Linked DNA regions of Sus scrofa: region 2 is linked to region 1. Evidence: chromatin contacts called from public HiChIP or PLAC-seq data. All regions are on one chromosome and are shown on one strand. The core of a region is the stretch at or near the end of the contact, and the rest is flanking DNA. Distances in the headings are between cores, read along the strand shown.

The links. HiChIP or PLAC-seq counts read pairs in DNA pulled down with a chosen protein or histone mark.
Region 2: a contact with region 1 is called in an H3K27ac HiChIP or PLAC-seq map of alveolar macrophages. The contact joins two enhancer-like sites. A contact is called at or near these places in 3 of 47 Hi-C or Micro-C datasets (embryonic fibroblasts, epiblast stem cells and fetal skeletal muscle) and 1 of 2 datasets of contacts at active chromatin or transcription factors (alveolar macrophages).

Annotation. Positions count from the first base shown.
Region 1 is chr9:25,524,012-25,526,740 of Sscrofa11.1, forward strand. No RefSeq gene overlaps it. Among named protein-coding and RNA genes, the nearest start is that of MTNR1B, 31 kb to the right of the region's middle. Within about 2 kb of position 1,325, at least 11 of the 83 cell types and tissues checked have an H3K27ac peak or open chromatin away from gene starts, as enhancers often do. A contact at or near this core is called in alveolar macrophages, where this site is marked.
Region 2 is chr9:25,657,779-25,660,507 of Sscrofa11.1, forward strand. It overlaps SLC36A4 (proton-coupled amino acid transporter 4), which reads right to left. Exons shown (of 11, transcript XM_005667225.3): 8 at 2,405-2,503. Among named protein-coding and RNA genes, the nearest start is that of DEUP1, 29 kb to the right of the region's middle. Within about 2 kb of position 1,358, at least 17 of the 83 cell types and tissues checked have an H3K27ac peak or open chromatin away from gene starts, as enhancers often do. A contact at or near this core is called in alveolar macrophages, where this site is marked.

The DNA of each region.
Region 1 (2,729 bases), core at 75-2,574:
TGTTTTGTTAAATCTTCACAAACAGTTTCTTTGTCCAAAAATGACACATAAACAGCCTGCTTTGATCACTTACTATTGTCCCATTTCTCTAAGACCTCTCTGCATATGAACAAATTGCTTTTTCTTGCATCAGTTTAAATATTAAGCCAACCAAAAGAACTCATGAAGGATGGGGGAAGTGATGCTTCATTATCCCAATAACCTGCCACACCATTAACCCAGGTCTTTCATGCATGAGGCTGTGGATACTCTCAAAGGTTAATTTACTTGCCTGGGAGCACAGAACCCCTCTGGGCACAAGCCGAGGTTCTTGGCTTCCTTCCACATCAAGTTGCCCAATCAAATAAGGTAACACATGGGACTGCTTGGTAGCCTGTAAAACACTGTATAGACAATGGTATTACCATCCTCAGCAGTTCTGGCTCGCCTGGCTTTTACAGATAAGAAAACTGTGATTCAGACAGAGAAGTGAGGCAGTTCGCCAACATGACCCTGATAGGAACCAGGAGAGCTGGGACTGGAACCGGAGGAGCCTGGCCCAATTGGTCAGGTCACCATGATCTCTGCCCTTCACCCTGGGGACCATAGGGCCCGGGGGTCATGGGTAAGATGCTTTGCATAAAGACAGTGAAGCTTTCTACAGAGTTGAATTTATTGGGAGATTTGGGTAAACTATCCCTTTAGGTTAGAGTGATAAATTAGTGCATCAGAATGCAGCATTCACATAAGTTTCTATCATAAAACATGAACTAATTTTGCTTTTGCAGCTGCAGTTGGGGATTAACCTCCCAGGCCCTCAGTGATACAGATTAATTCTCCTGGCCAGTAGGATACCTGGGAAGTTTGAGAAGCTCCTGCAACATCATACCCCCAAATCTTGGGGCTAAAGAGGCGGATACAACAAGGTCTTCTGTAACTTCTGGTGTTTTGGTACTGATGGAGGGCTGGCTGCTCAAATGTGAATAAAGCTGCTCAGAACAGGGAGTTCCCACCGTGGCTCAGCAGTAACGAACCCGACTAGTATCCGCTCCGTCCCTGGTCTCGTTCAGCAGTGAAGGACCCGAGTTGCTGTAGCTGTTGCTGTGGCAGCTGTAGCTCTGAATCCACCCCTGGCCTGGGAACTTCCATATCCGGCAACTGCGGCCTTAAAATCAAAAACAAACAAACTGCTCCGACAAAAGGTGAGAGGCGTAGTGTTTCATTGTTTCATTGCTGTGTGTGTGCTGCTCTCACTTCCTGTGGACACCGTGGTGCAGTGTCCGCAGAGACTCCTGGGCTTGGATGAGAGGTTTCCTTCCCGCCTCCCCGGCTTCACTGAGTGTATTTTCCCTCCTCGACCACTGGGGGTCACAAGCGCCCATAATAATGCTCCATCTCTTTCTGAACCAGCTAAGGAGTTTGCTTTCCGGGAAGGAGAGCTGTGTCTCTGCAGGCTGTGTTCTTTTGCCCGCTTCTTGATGCAAGCGGCAAGCGCCTGGACAGCGCGGGTTGGGATGAGCGAGGCGAAGGGGCGGAGCTTGGAGCCCAGAGACAGATGAGTGGGCTGTTAACAGGGAAGCGGCCACCTCCCTGCTGGGGACCCCTGGAAGGGGCGGGCATAAGTGGGTGGTAAAGCTAGTGCGGGCGATGACGGCAGTTCTTCCCATCAGCTTCACCCACAGACTAAATACCCTCCCCACGTGCTGCTAAGGGATAGCCAGGGTTAGGAATTGGCTTAAGATGAGCTCAGAGGCTACAGGCGAATCCACTTAAAGAAAACACTGAATAAGAAAAGGTTTAAATAACCGTGCATATGTTTTCTACATAGATTTTTGTATACAGGTTCTGTTTCGTATATAGATTCATTTGTTTTATTTATAGACTCCACATATAAGTGATAAACCTATGGTTGTCCAAGGGGAAGGGAGGGGAGAGGGATCAATTAGGTTAGCATGAACAGATACATACCACTGTACATGCAATAGATAAGCAACAGGATTTAATGTGTAATAGTGAGCCATATTCAATATGTTGTAATAGCCTATCGTGGAAAATAATATGAAAATATGTATATCACTGAATCACTTAACTGTATGCCTACACCACAGCCACAGCCACGCCAGATCTGAGCCTCTCTGCGACCTACACCACAGCTCACGGCAACGCTAGATTCTTCACCCACTGAGCTAAGGGCAGGGATCGAACCCATGTCCTCATGGATACTGCTTGGGTTCGTTAACTGCTGAACCATGACTGGAACTCCTCTTTGGACCACATTGGACCGAAAGTGGTTTCCTAACTAGACTCTGGAGAGAAGAAAACTGGGCTGAGAGTCAGAACAGGGGTCTAAGTCGTGTCTTTGCCGTTAACTAAGTGATGTTGGGCTAATCGCTTGGATTTCCTGCTTTTTACACTTGATAACAGTGGAGGAACACACCCACAGGTTCTTGTGAATGTCATATACAACAAAATAGCTGAAACGTCTTTGAAAAATTTTATTCTCATATGTATGGTGATAATCTTGCAATATTTATGGAGATCTAAATTATAATTTCCCTTCTTTTAGTCTTGGCAAGACTTTCCTGGTTCTGACAACCTTCCCAGGAATATTTCAGAGAGAAGCACCAATAGCCAATAAAATGTTCCAGATTTACTATTCATCTTATAAAAAAATTTTTTGGGGGGGTCTTTTTAGGGCTGCACCAGCGGCATATGGAGGTTCCAGGCTAGGGATGAATCAAAGCTGTATC
Region 2 (2,729 bases), core at 108-2,607, 130 kb after region 1:
ATGACTAGACCGGGATTACAGGTTTTAGAAAAGGATACCACTGCAGGCCAGTGCCCTTCTCGTCACACCTGCTATCAACATGACATCACTGGGGAAGTTAATTTTGATCAGGTGGTTAAGGCAGTGTTTGCCAGGTTTCTCTGCTGGTAAAGTTCTTTCCTTCCCCCTCGTCATACTCACTCTTTGGAAGTAAGTCATCACGGGCAGCCCATACTCCAGGGACTAGGGGAGAGTAAGCTGCAGCTCCGGGAGGAGGGGGTGGTATCTACATAAGTTATTTGGAAATCTGTCTGATGTATTTAAGTATTTAATCATTTATTTATATTAGTATGGGTTCATATATATTTGCTGGAGTATGTACCCCAAACGCTGCTACTGATTTTGTTGTTCACATGGTTCCAGCTGTGGTCACTGTGAGATCTGTCAGGCCGCCTCCTGTGTGCCTTTGATAGGCATCCATTCTTTTGCCTTTTGAGCACTTTCACTTTCTGGCACTACAACATGCTCCAGACCCATCTTGAATTTCCTTGCTTCGGTCCTACCATCAACCATTTCTCCAAAGAATTTTGGTTTATTGTTGGAGTACTTAGCAATCAAGACCTGGGTGCTGGGGGAGCTCACTGCCCCTGGTGGCATTGCTTCCAGCAGTCTCAGCACAGTTAGGAAATACAGGTGCGGATAGTAACCCATGCATATATGTGTCTATAATTATTTCTGTATCTATTCCTCTGTATCTGTTATCCATCAATTTAATGAGATAATAAATATTCTCATTATAAAAAAAAACACTTATAAAGAAAAAAGGGCTAATGGAAAAATTAAATTTCTTAGGAAAAACTCTGGAGGTTTGGACAGTTAATTTTGACCATACAGTAAAAGATACTAAGTATTTACTGAGTGCTTACAATGTGCCAGGTATTTTTCTAAAAGCTTTGCACGTAGCATCTCACATAGGTCCTCACAGTCACCTCGTGAAATAATAACAAATATTATTTCCACTTTTCAAGTGAGTTAGGTCCGTATGGAAATTTGAAGTGACCAGTAGAAAAGAGAACCGAAAACAATTTGGATGTTCTGATCCAGACCTGAAATAAGGAGCTAAGGTCAAGAACAGTGACAGGGCAGTTCAAAAAGGAAAAAGGGAAGGAAGTGAACATTTACAGAGGCCCCCTCTGAGTCAAGCAGCGTTGTTTTGCATAAAATTTCACATTTATGGAATAGATTAGGGGAAATACGAAAAGAAGACTCAACACGGCTTAATTACTAACTGGAATGGGGAAACCAGGGACAGGGTAAAAGGAACACTGATGTTTCAAGCTTGAGCAACTGAAAGTAAAACTAAAAGAAACAGAAAAATGAGAAAGTGAAACTGGTTTTGGATTAAAAAAAAAAAACATATGTGTCAGATTTTGGAGTTGCTGAATTTGAGATGTCAGAGGAACAACACTTAACTGGAAATATCCAATAGGTAACGAGAGCTTACAGTTAAAGTCGAAATGAAAATCTACAATTCTATCTGTAACAGGGATAAGTGGAGCCATGAGAATTAGTGAGAATTCTCTGAAGGAGAATATAGAGAGAGCAGAAACACAAGTAAAATGGCATAAATTGTCCTGTAGTTCTATTTTGTCTGTGGTTCATATAAGTGGATGTTTATGAGTGGTTTTGCTCCCACACCAAACCATCAGATCACGAAACATAAGCTATGGAAAAACAGTAATATTCTATCTTCCCCTAATCTACACATTCTAGGCTTTAAAAGAACCTAGGAACATCTCAAATGGAAATATTTAAGATCTCAGGCTCCTCAGGATGTTTGCACCTCTTAGTATTACCTTCATGATAATGTCATTTCTCAAATACGATATGCATAAATCTAAAAAGAGAATTTATATTTGACTCTTTTTTATGTGGTAGGAACTTTGTAATAATTTCAATTAATTTCAAATCATCTAGTCTATAAAATATGATGTTTGGGATTTGTCTGCCTATAGCTCAGACTTCGAAGAATAAATGAAATATGTAGATCAAATAAAATTAGTCATGAGTTAATGGTTTTTGAAGTTGGGTGATGCTTAGGCAAAAGTTCATCATATTATTCTCTAACTTTTGTATAGTTTTGAAATTTTCCACAATAAAATGTTAAAAATCACCCCTTCTAGCGCCTTCATTTTACATATTATGAAAAAGAGAATTTGAGAGTTTAAGCGATACATCTAAGATAAAATGCTTGGTTAGTGGAACAATGAAACTATAATTCAAGTCTATCACAGCAAATTGCAAATTGTTTTCTAGGAATAAAAAAATAGAAGCAAAAAAGAAAAACATGTATTTTTAGATGTAAATAAGTCTTTGTGTTGACTTAAGATATAAAAAAAATAATAATAAAGACTAAAATTCTTACCACTCCTATGCCTTCAAAAGCAAACACGGCAGTACCAAAAAAGAGAGGGTATTTTTTCCAACCAGCCACTATTGGAAGGTTGTGGGGATCTGGCATATTCTGGAGACAAAAGGAAAAAATAAGTTACACCTTCACTTATTTAAAAGAATTTAAAATGAAAGAGCAAGAATCATACATTTCTGGGCTTCACAGCAGCAAATGTGCATTATAAACGTGAATAAATCTTTCAATAAAATTTTAAATATCCTATGTTAATTGTAGCCAAGCAGTTAGGATTTTACTGCCAAAAGCAATTGTTTCCCATAAGCCCACACATTCCATCTGA